Regions from separate parts of the Gossypium hirsutum genome. Here regions 1, 2 and 3 are each linked to region 4. A link is a contact called in public Hi-C data. All regions are on one chromosome and are shown on one strand. Each heading gives the region's core, a stretch centred on a gene start, on an enhancer-like site or on the middle of the called end of the contact. The rest is flanking DNA. Distances are from core to core; before and after follow the strand shown.

Evidence for each region. Hi-C and Micro-C count contacts between places; a contact is called where the count stands out from the background.
Region 1: a contact with region 4 is called in a Hi-C map of leaf, with 1.9 times the contacts expected there. The contact joins two enhancer-like sites. A contact is called at or near these places in 3 of 34 Hi-C or Micro-C datasets (callus, leaf and petal).
Region 2: a Hi-C map of leaf shows a contact between it and region 4, with 1.6 times the contacts expected there. The contact joins two enhancer-like sites. A contact is called at or near these places in 3 of 34 Hi-C or Micro-C datasets (all in leaf).
Region 3: a Hi-C map of leaf shows a contact between it and region 4, with 1.6 times the contacts expected there. The contact joins two enhancer-like sites. A contact is called at or near these places in 6 of 34 Hi-C or Micro-C datasets (anther, callus, cotyledon and 3 more).

The regions. Positions count from the first base shown.
Region 1 is chrD06:20,728,788-20,731,487 of Gossypium_hirsutum_v2.1, reverse strand. No RefSeq gene overlaps it. Among protein-coding and RNA genes, the nearest start is that of LOC121218935, 19 kb to the left of the region's middle. Within about 2 kb of position 1,262, at least 2 of the 9 cell types and tissues checked have an H3K27ac peak or open chromatin away from gene starts, as enhancers often do. A contact at or near this core is called in leaf, where this site is marked.
Region 2 is chrD06:20,751,048-20,753,762 of Gossypium_hirsutum_v2.1, reverse strand. No RefSeq gene overlaps it. Among protein-coding and RNA genes, the nearest start is that of LOC121218935, 3.7 kb to the right of the region's middle. Within about 2 kb of position 1,437, at least 2 of the 9 cell types and tissues checked have an H3K27ac peak or open chromatin away from gene starts, as enhancers often do. A contact at or near this core is called in leaf, where this site is marked.
Region 3 is chrD06:20,704,698-20,707,492 of Gossypium_hirsutum_v2.1, reverse strand. No RefSeq gene overlaps it. Among protein-coding and RNA genes, the nearest start is that of LOC121218511, 32 kb to the right of the region's middle. Within about 2 kb of position 1,447, at least 3 of the 9 cell types and tissues checked have an H3K27ac peak or open chromatin away from gene starts, as enhancers often do. A contact at or near this core is called in leaf, where this site is marked.
Region 4 is chrD06:20,823,207-20,825,906 of Gossypium_hirsutum_v2.1, reverse strand. No RefSeq gene overlaps it. Among protein-coding and RNA genes, the nearest start is that of LOC121218899, 9.2 kb to the left of the region's middle. Within about 2 kb of position 1,391, at least 2 of the 9 cell types and tissues checked have an H3K27ac peak or open chromatin away from gene starts, as enhancers often do. A contact at or near this core is called in leaf, where this site is marked.

The sequences.
Region 1 (2,700 bases), core at 13-2,512, 94 kb after region 4:
TATCCATCATATCCATCGGTTTATTCGATCCATCTTTCTCTTTTAAATTTTATTTATTTATTTATTATTTTGAATATTTATTCTTAGTTCTTAAATTTCTTCTTTTAGTGTTTTCGTTTTCTTTAATTTCTAAATTTTTCTATTTCTTCTTTCAAGTCAGATCCAAATCTTTCTTTTTCGAGTCGAACAACTTGAGTACGATCCTTCTTCTGGTCACTCCCTTATCAGTCACCCAAGCATTAAATCTCTAATGACGATTAGCTATACATGCCACATCATGTTTACACTTTCATTTTGGTCACCCAACTTCTAGGTTGATTTCATTTTGGTCACTCAAAAATATCTTTTTTTAAGTACGGTTGAGGTAAAAAAATCCAGGATTAAAGTGAAAAGTGGTAAAAACTAAAATAATACTCAAAAATTGTAAAATTTTACCTGTTTATCTACGGCTGAAAATTCTAAAATTCTTTCTTTTTTTAACATTGACATTTTAAATTTCAAAACATCAAAATAATTTTTTTTTTAAAAAGTTGAAAATTTTTTATCCCTTGATTATGTCAAACGATTTGTTACTAGAATGTTGAAATTAATTAATTTAATCTCCTAAATTTTAAAATTTTATTTTATGTTTCTAAATTATTCTTAATGAAATCAACTTAAATAACTCATATTTATTAATTTCCTATGAAACTTAAATTTCTTTTGATTTTATAATATTGATTCTTCCATGCTAAGTTAAAAGCAAATGAAAAATTCTTACAATTAATTAAATTAATTGCTTGGTCTTGGTTTAGGTAAAGAAGTGATGTAAACAATTATGAGTTTTGATAAGGATTTTTCTTTTACTTTTAACTTAGCATGAAAGATTCAAGATTATAAAATCAAAAGAAATTTGTGTTTCATAGACAGATATTAAAGATGAGTTATTTGAGTTTATTTTTAATTTAGAAACATAAAAAAATTGAAATTTTATAAGGAGATTAAATTGGGTGACTAATGGGATAGTTTACCCAAAAAATAATACTTCAACCATAATAAAAGTGATACAATATTGACTTTAATAATTCAACCAAAACGTTTTGAAATTTAGGACCAAATTAAAATCTAAGTTTTAATTTGAGAACATTGGTGCAATTAACCCATGTGTGTGTGTGTGTGTGTGTGTGATCAACAAACTGTTCTTAATTTCAACGTTACCGTAGAGATGGAAAAAAAATAGAAGCGAGAAAAGAAGCAAAGAATCTTTGAAACCTCTCAAAGCTATCATTTCACTGATCCGTTTCAATTCCATAGAGGGGCCCCCATGTCATCAACTTCGCTAGCTTTCAGCCTCACATAAAGAATTTTAATGCATTTAAACGGAGAATTATATATATATTTATTTATGACCAAAAGCATTTGAAAAATGTAGAGCCTTTGAATTATTAAGATGGTGATGTTTAAGTCGGTAAGGATAAAGTTAATTTGCATGATTTCTACTGCCTATTAATATATATGTAGGCTCTTATGATAAAGGGCGTTGAAATATGTTGCAACTAAGAGTCATTGTCTAATATCACATTCACAAGATATTTCAACGTTGTCGCTGTACTGTTCTTTTCCAATCATCTTTCAACAAAAATTTCCAACACTTCCTTTACGACTTTCATTTCGTTGGTTGAATCACATATTATCACAAACTTAATCTGCTTTGGCTCTCTCGTGAATCTTAAAGATTGAGATTTACATCATACAATTCAAGTATTATCTCTTAATAAAGTTTTGTTTCATTACTTTTTCATGAAACCTAATGAATTTACAAAGTGGAAATATCTCATGGTACCTAAACAAGTATAACCCAATTTTGTCCCCTCAACACTTCCCTGCACTGGTTTTATACATTACAAATATATTTGTATTAATTACATACAGTTGTACGCTATATAAAAGAGAGATACCAACTCAAAGTCATTTCTTCTTTTTTCATTTGTGATGCACCTTACAATCTGTCTTTGAAATAAGGCCATTGAATTTTTGTTTGGTTTTTGTGAAAGATTCCATCAGCCTCCTAGTTCTGCTCCTCCTGTACTTTCAGCCAAACAGTAAACCTTGGAGCTTTGGTCCACTAAAAGTAGAACAAAAACCATGACAATCTACTGTAGCAACAAAAGTTATTTTTCATTTTTTCCTTAAAATTTTGGCCAATACCCACCCCATCTTTCATTTTCCTACCAAAGCTATCAGTATCATTTAGTATAATCATGACATAAATATATAAACTTGTCTTAACTTTACATACATACATACAGTTACATTGGTGTTATTATGATTGGAGCTGTGACCGTCAGCTTCATAATCAAAAACCCTTTTCCGTAGTTGTCATCCACCGCTCAACAGACTTATATACAACCCAAGATGTTGGCCAAGTGTTTACACTAAAATATATTATATATAAGAACGTTGCTAAATTGTGATTTTTATCTTAAATTAGTTTTTAAAGTGCAAAATGATATTGATATTGCATCAATCAAGTTCTTTATTATTAAAATCATTAATTTAATTGTTGAATTCTTATTTGACATAATTTAAAATAGAAATTTTAAAGAAAAATAAAACGTTACAGTTAAAATTAAAAATAAAATAAAACTGAAAAAATAGAGAGTTAACGATAAAGGTATTGCGTAAGTTTTGAAAAACTCAAAATAAAACTTTTACAACATC
Region 2 (2,715 bases), core at 188-2,687, 72 kb after region 4:
TAATCAAATTTAATCATGTTTAAGCTAAGTTAATGACATCCAACATCATCATCCACTATCAACTATTAAAAAGTAGTTTATTATCCATTTTGGTTCTTGGCATAATTTCTATTTAAGCCCCCAAGCTTATTCCTAATTAAAAATCTATAGCAATTAAATTTTTATAATTTAGTCGCTAGGCTTTCATTAAGCATAATTTTAGCTAAATTACCTATCTAAATTTCAATTTGTTTATACAATAACTCCATAAATATTCCTATTTTATATTTACGGAGTTGGTTTATAGAAACGAGGTTCCAAAACCGCAGTTTCTAGTACCACTAGAAACCGAGTCATTACAACTCTTCTTTTAGGTGTAAACACCCCTAAGTGTGAAAACATTCTCAAGATAATGAGGGGCCCACTTGGTCATAACAACCTTGTACTAATCGAATAAATAACAAGATAGGCCCCACTATGAATATCATTTACACAATTGTTTGAACTGAGTATTTATCCTGCCACGTCTAGCTAGTGCACAAGAGAACCTCTCAAATACTCTTCCAAGTATGAAGAAGGGATCAATTTTATAGCCCCTAATTTACTCTACCCAAATACTCTCTCTCAACAATCAGCCTGTCCTCTTGTTCCTTTATGGCTCTCCATCTCTATAGGTGAACCAGCCTCTATAGAACCACCATTTACTCCTTACTCTCCTCCCTTGTTGTAGCCTATATCAACAATATATATAAGTGCCTTTATATAGGTATCTTCTGGACATTCATGGGACGAGTCAAGGGTTATTGTGGACATGTTTGCTTCTATGTGCTTCTTAAGTGACATGCCATCTTGCCAAAGTATTCAACCTACATGGTGGTGAATAATTAGGAAAGGTCTTTTCTCATTGTCTAGTAGAGACCTTCACGAGGTGTGTGTTTGGTGGGGTTTCCAGTAGAGGATGGTAAAGGACAATAAATCTTGGCTAGATTTATAGCCAAAGACAAACTGTAAAAGGGATACAAATTAACTTAATAATTTTTGTTTTAGTAATTTTGTTACAAGGATTAAAGGTAAGAGTTATTTAAAAATTGAATTAGATATTAATATTATTTAAATACTTGAATATATGTAAGTTAAATTGACAGCTCAATTTTGATTTTTAGCATCCACATTTAATTGTCGAATTTTACCGTGGCATTGGGGGCAATTTTTTTTTAAATCATTGGGTAGGTTTGATTCATTTGATGGCACATACTTGGCAATAGCCTTAAGGGGTACAAAAGCATAGCTAGAGACAATAGATATCAACTTCACAAACTTGCATGACAACTCCTAATAAAGCATTAAAAACCCTTCTCTCCCCTTCCCTAAGGACATATATTTTAATGCCTTGCTGTTAAATATGGAAATGGACTCTGGACCAGAACTCATAACTATAGTCGACAGCGATACCTCACACTTTCAATAAAAAAAAAAGAAAGATAAAGAAGAAATTGCATCTCCTTCGATATGACCCCATCAATCCATCACCGTTTCCATGAATCTAAATTCTTTTAAATTCCTTTATATATTTATAGATAACTATCTTTTATGTGGATGAGTTGTCGAGATATGCCTGCTTGGAGTGCATTACATCGTAGCAACGTCCAAGTGGCGTGGAAATTAATAATGGAAGAAGATATCTAGCTAAAAACAAAAGGGGAGGGAACGATGGGATCATAAATATATATATACAAAAATTTACTTATATATGATTATTTATCAAGCCTTCATTAAAATGTCTACTGCCATGCATATTGGTCAGTAATAAGTCCCCACAAGAGCTTATCAAAATTAAAATATCTATGACTATTATATGTATATAAAATATGGGGATGGTCCCCCATGTATTGATTGATTCTATTTCCTTTGGGTACTCCTTTTCTCTTTCTCTTTTTTTTGGGGGGTTGATTAGATCTATACAATGAAATATCGTTTTTTTTTTTGGTATTTGAAAGAAAATTTTACTGTGACTCTTTGTTAACTGTCGTGTCTAAAAACCAGGTGTTACTTTTAAAAATATTAAGGGTTTAGGTAGATAATTAATGAAGGAATTTCATGTTTTAATCATATTACGTTGTTCTTGGCTGGCTCCGTTTATAGACTTTACTTGTATGACCGTTTGGAAATTATAAACATAAATATAATCGCACAATTGGATTTATTTATTAAGCTATTTCCTTTTCTTTTTTTATGGAATGAAAGGGAAGGAGATTTGTGGAATGGTTCATTGGCCGAGAGTCATAAAGAAGATTCTCAAGGTTGAAGAAGATGAGAACTAAGATTAGAGGAATTTAAAAGCAACATTTATAGATTACATGCTATCTCTTGATTGGTGGGTTGTTAATAAAGTCTTATAGTCCAGTTCTTTCTCATTAGGTTGATGATGTGATTTGATGAGGCATGATTATTGGGTATATGTGCGACAAGTAACAATAATCTTGTTGGTGAGCTTGGAGAGGCCTGCTGACTTGGCGTAGCCTTTTTCTTCAGCGAGATATAGCCTAGTGAAGTACATCCAACAATTGTTCCCCCATTAAAGGGAAGGTTATAAAGTGACCTCTTTTAAGAGAAAATGGTATTGGTGAGGTACTTAGAAGTGTGGTGTAGTGTTATTGTTGCGTGTAAATAACGTAAATGTACAAGTGTACATGTCGATTCAAGTAATATAATGATGAGAGAGTATCGTCTCCACAA
Region 3 (2,795 bases), core at 198-2,697, 120 kb after region 4:
TATAATATTAAAATTTACCATACCCATAATATAAGTAAAAAATAAATATTTATAAAAATTATATATAAGAAAAATATATCAAAATAATTAGTTGATATTTAAAAAAAATAAAATATATTTAACATAGATATATAATATATATTTTTATTATACAATTACATACTTATTATTTTGTCTAAATAAAAAAGTTATTAACCATGACATAGAAGAAAAATAAATATAAAAAATATATTTAATAAAATAATATTTTGATTTTATAATATTAGAATTTACCATACTACAATGTAGATGAAAATAATAAATATTTAACATATAAAAATTATATATAAAATATATATATCAAAATATTACATATTTATTAGTTTATCTATATAAATAAAAAAGTTATTATTAAAAATATGGATTAAAAATAAAGAAAATATATGCATTAAAAATAAAAATCGAAGCATTCGAATCTAGGCCATTTGAATAAAAACACCAAAATTTTAGTATTTTTAGAGGACGAAAAGGTTTAGGTAAATTTAAATATAAAAGTTTAAATAATATAATTATTCTTATGCAAGTATTGTTTGATTGAGTTATTTCACGAAAAATTTTTGATAAATTTAATGATTGAATTGGTGTCAGTTAATTCGTGATATCAAGCTTGATTAAAATTAATAAAATAACTTTTCATATTTTATAATTTTGGAGGTGTTTGCATTTATCTCTAATTGAATATAATTTTTATTGTCCTAAGACATGTCTAAGGATTGAGCTACTTGTCCAAGCTTGAAGCTCGCTTAATAATTGGAAGGGTTTTGTCAAAAACATTAAATCCAAAAATTTAACTAAAGTGAAAAATATAAATTCATTTAAAATATGGATCAAACTTGAACCCTAGTAGTCAATGCTCAAACTAGGCCCAACTTATTTTGTAATTGTATAATATATTATTTTCTTTATTTTTTATATAGTATGTAATTTATATCATATGAGAATTATATATAAAATATTTTAATGTAAATATTAAAAATATGTTTAAGCTCATGTTTAAATTTTAAATAAAATTAAAATATAAAATTTATTTAATATAAAAAAGAACAAACTAATATAACCGACTTAAATGGGTTTGGGCTATCTTGAAATTTGAGGCGTATATGGGGATCCGACATGAACAATTATATATGATGTTAATTCCATATATGGATTAGGACCGAATATGACTTGACCATGAACACCTTTACATAAGTAGATAAATTTTATTCAAGATGGGCCATTCGGCAAATTGGTGGTCTTCCATTTTGGGGAAATGTCGATGATGAATATATATATATAGTAGAAGGCAAGACAAAATGTTTAAATAAATTTCGTCGGTATCGAAAGTTTTTGAGAAGTTTGCAATTGGGCCCTCAAACAGACAGTTGACTTCTATCAAACCGAAAGAAAAGGGCCTACGCGGCCACATGTGCGGTGGGCCCAAGATAAGGCCCAACAACATCCACATACTTCTTGCTTTGGACTGTTAGCCGTCCGATCATAAGAATCACATCACTTTTTTCACGACGTTGATGTTAGTGAAATTATATATATATATATTAGTAATAAAAATAGAGGGATTAAATTATATTAAATTAAATTTAAAAAAAATTAAAATTTTAGCATAATAAACTAATAAAAAGAACTAGTGAGAAATTACTAATTGCATATTTCTACGTTTTGGGTTTTTGATATAGTTGTAGGTTGTTGTTTTTTGTATTAAGACAAAACATTAACAATAATAGAATTAAATTATGTCAGAAAATATAAAAACTAAAATTTTAAATTAAATATAATATAAAGATTCTATTATTGATATTTGTCAGTTTGATAATATTATTTACTATGCTCTTGAAGTGATGCCACGACCTTTTAAAAAAATAAAAACAATGTTAAGAAACCATATCATCCATTTAACACTAACAAGTAGCAGCTTACTAACATTACAAAAAATCAAATTATACTCCCATCACTACAACCTTAATATTACATTTCAAGTTTCTATTTCATATACGAACTATCAACAAGAAACACAACTACATCTCTCAATACAATTTTTCATTATATATAATCACAAGTATTTTGATTTGATTTACGACTACAACTTAATCTTTTTTTCTAAATAAAAAGTAAAATCTCGTGTTTGTTTGTAAAAGGCAGGCGTCAACTTGAATGTGTCACTGAGCAAATATCTTGAACAACGTAAAAATATGCATAGGTTTCTATAATAATAATGTCAGCTAGTTTTACGGTCTAGCAGATAGCCATATAATCCTATTGTCGGATTGGTGTTGCATAGGAGACAAATCAAATTAGACCCATGTGAATGTCCAGTTAAAACGACCTTACTCCATTAGATATGGTACTGTTTTTTTTTACCATTTTTTATCACTATCTTACAACCATCAAAATTAGTCCTCATTATCCAACTTCCTATTTTTCCATGTTTATACTATGTTTCTATTTTTATTTTGAAGTTATAACCCATCCAATAGAAACAACTATTATAAGCATTGAATTAAATAATTAATTTAACAAGATCTCATATATTTATATACGTGAGACTTAAATTTAAAAATTCAAAATTTTATAACTGTAACTTTATCATGAAATTTAAATTTTATTAGTGATTTAATTAATATAATTTAATTTAACATAATTTGATTTTTTACTTTTGTAATATCATTATTTGGTAAAATGTTAGATCTATTTTTTTCTCTAAAAAACACTCCTTTCAATTTATTATGTTGACATGATTTTTTTTTAATTTTTAATTT
Region 4 (2,700 bases), core at 142-2,641:
TCATGTTTATTTGGTATCTTTTATTATTATTATTATTATTATTATTATTATTATTATTATTATTATTATTATTATTATTATTATTATTATTATTATCATCATCTTTTGAGTTATATTTTATAATATTGTTGTATAAAAAAATTGGAATAAACAACCTTCAGATTATATAATTTTTTGTTAGGTGTTTAATTTTTTTTCAAAAGACGATCTAAACTATAATTTTATAACTATTATGGCCTGGAAAAATTCTTTCAACTAATTAAGAGTTGATACATGACATTTTTAATAATATTAAAAAAATTAAATTGAATTGAATTATTATTTAATAATATCTCTCACACACATCTTCACATTTCTCTCTTGTTTTATTCACAGCTCCAAACATGATAAAAAGGTGTTGGTAAAAGTGTAAGTAATCCCACATTGTTTAGGAAAAAACTGCAAATGGATTATGAGTCTATATATACACATATCCCAAATTTCACATCGCTTAAAAAAACAAGAAAAATAAGACTATGAGTCTATATAAAGACATATTTTATAAGTTTTATTTTTACATTAATAAGTGACATCAAGAAATAAAAAAAAATATTTGTGTTGCCACAACGCTTTTAGTTAGAAGTGCTTTTGTAAAATCAATCTACTCCCATAAATTTTTCAAAAATTGATCATTTCTGATAAAATTTTTTTGACATTTTTAAGTAATTTAATAAAAAAATTATTTAAATAACATTTGAGTATTACATGCATAAATCTCATAATATCAATTATACAATACGCATTGTATTTTCCTTTCGTTGTTTATTTATTTAGAGTATTTATTTATTTATTTATTTATTTAAGTGTTCCTGTTGTCGTATAGGATTGTGAAATTTGTAGGGTCATTATATGTAATAATTTTTGCCAATCTACTAAATTTAAATTTTAACTATAATTTTTTTAATCAATAAAATTAATACCAAGTTTAGTACTATTTAAAAATTTTACTTAAATTTGACTCATATTTTAAACGGGTCTAATTTTTTTTTATAAATTTAATTTTAAATTCTTTTCCTAACTTAATAACCTGAATCTTCAATAAGTCTAAAATTATATAATTCTTTTTTTTTATTTTCCATATTTATTAGTATGAAATTAATGTTGTACATCAGACAAAACGTTAACTATGAAATATTCCACACAAACATACACAAATTCAAGCTGATAATCAGATATAATTTACCCAACACAATATATATATAAGTAAATAAAGTAACAATAAGTAAAAAAAAAGGTGAGGCTTTAAATTAAAGACAAAACATACTTTTTTTTATCAATAGTACTTATCTTCTTTCCCTTTCAAAAAAGAACAATACAACCAAAATAGCAAATGACATCACCCATACAAATGGGGTACATTATGTTACCAATAATTTCATACAGTTCTCATATATATATTTTGTATGTATATATCTTCACTTTCAAAAAAAGAAAAAGAAAAACCCAAAACCCACCATGTTGATAGCAATTTTTGTGCATTTTCGTAGTGGACAATTTCACTTTTCTAGACATCAAATAATTGCAAAAAAAAAATCAGAAATGAAGTTTTTTTTTTCTAATGAATCATCTTAGATCTCTATATACATGCATATAAAAATACATGAATCTGAAGAAACAAATTTCCCATCTCTTACAAATGTATATTATGATGGAAATAGTTGGAACCCCACACAAAATCCCATATCAGACACCAAAATCTTGAAGCCCATTTCTCCCATCTTTTTATTTGATATTTGCACGCGTTTTCTGTATCTGTATAGATTTATTTGTACGAGAAATGATATCTATTGTTCACCCCATTGTATAGCTGTGAGGTTTGAAGAAGCTTCTTGTTCTTCTTCCAACCCAAAAATTTTGGCCCCATTTCTTACTCCCTTTTTATGGTCTTTGTCTTGTTACTGATTATTTTTCTTTCAATGTCACTCACTCACTCATTGATTTTATTGTATTTTCTTAACTTTTTTCTTCTCTTAGATGATAATTGGGTTTGTTTTACTATTCTTTATAGGAAACCACACATGTTGGGGGATTTTGTTTCATTTGTAAAGTTCTTCAAAATATTTTAAGGATGTAATTTTTAATATAGATTTGATGTTTTTAAAATTTGATTTGTATTTATTAATATTTAAAAAACAATTGTTCGCTTAATTTATTTTTAATAACTCACCATCATTTGACTCTCTAACAGTGTATAGAATAATAGATATTTTTAGTACATCAAATATTTCCATGAAGAAAACGGACACTTTTTTTTTCGTTAATAACCTACTGATAGAATGCATTAGAAGTGGTTCAAGCAACTTTTCAGTACAGATAGCAAGCGGGCGAGTTCAGTCGACCTCAAATTGAGTTGTTTTAGGATTCAAATCTTTTTATTCTTCAATTTTTTTGGGCTCAGATTAACTCTAGCTCTGTTTTTTTTTTTGAAAGCTCAAAGTTTTAAAGACTCAGATTTTTTTTATGCTCGATCTCTTTTGGGTTTAATTTTTTTTTAAATTTAGATTTTTTTCGAATTTGAATTAGTCTTATGGATTTTGATAAATTCAAATAATACTTTTGATGTTTTACAAGTTATAATTATTTTTATAATTTGCACTGCACATCATATCATCTATCTCATTATAGTTTATTTATGCGAATATCAACTTTATAAAAAAATGA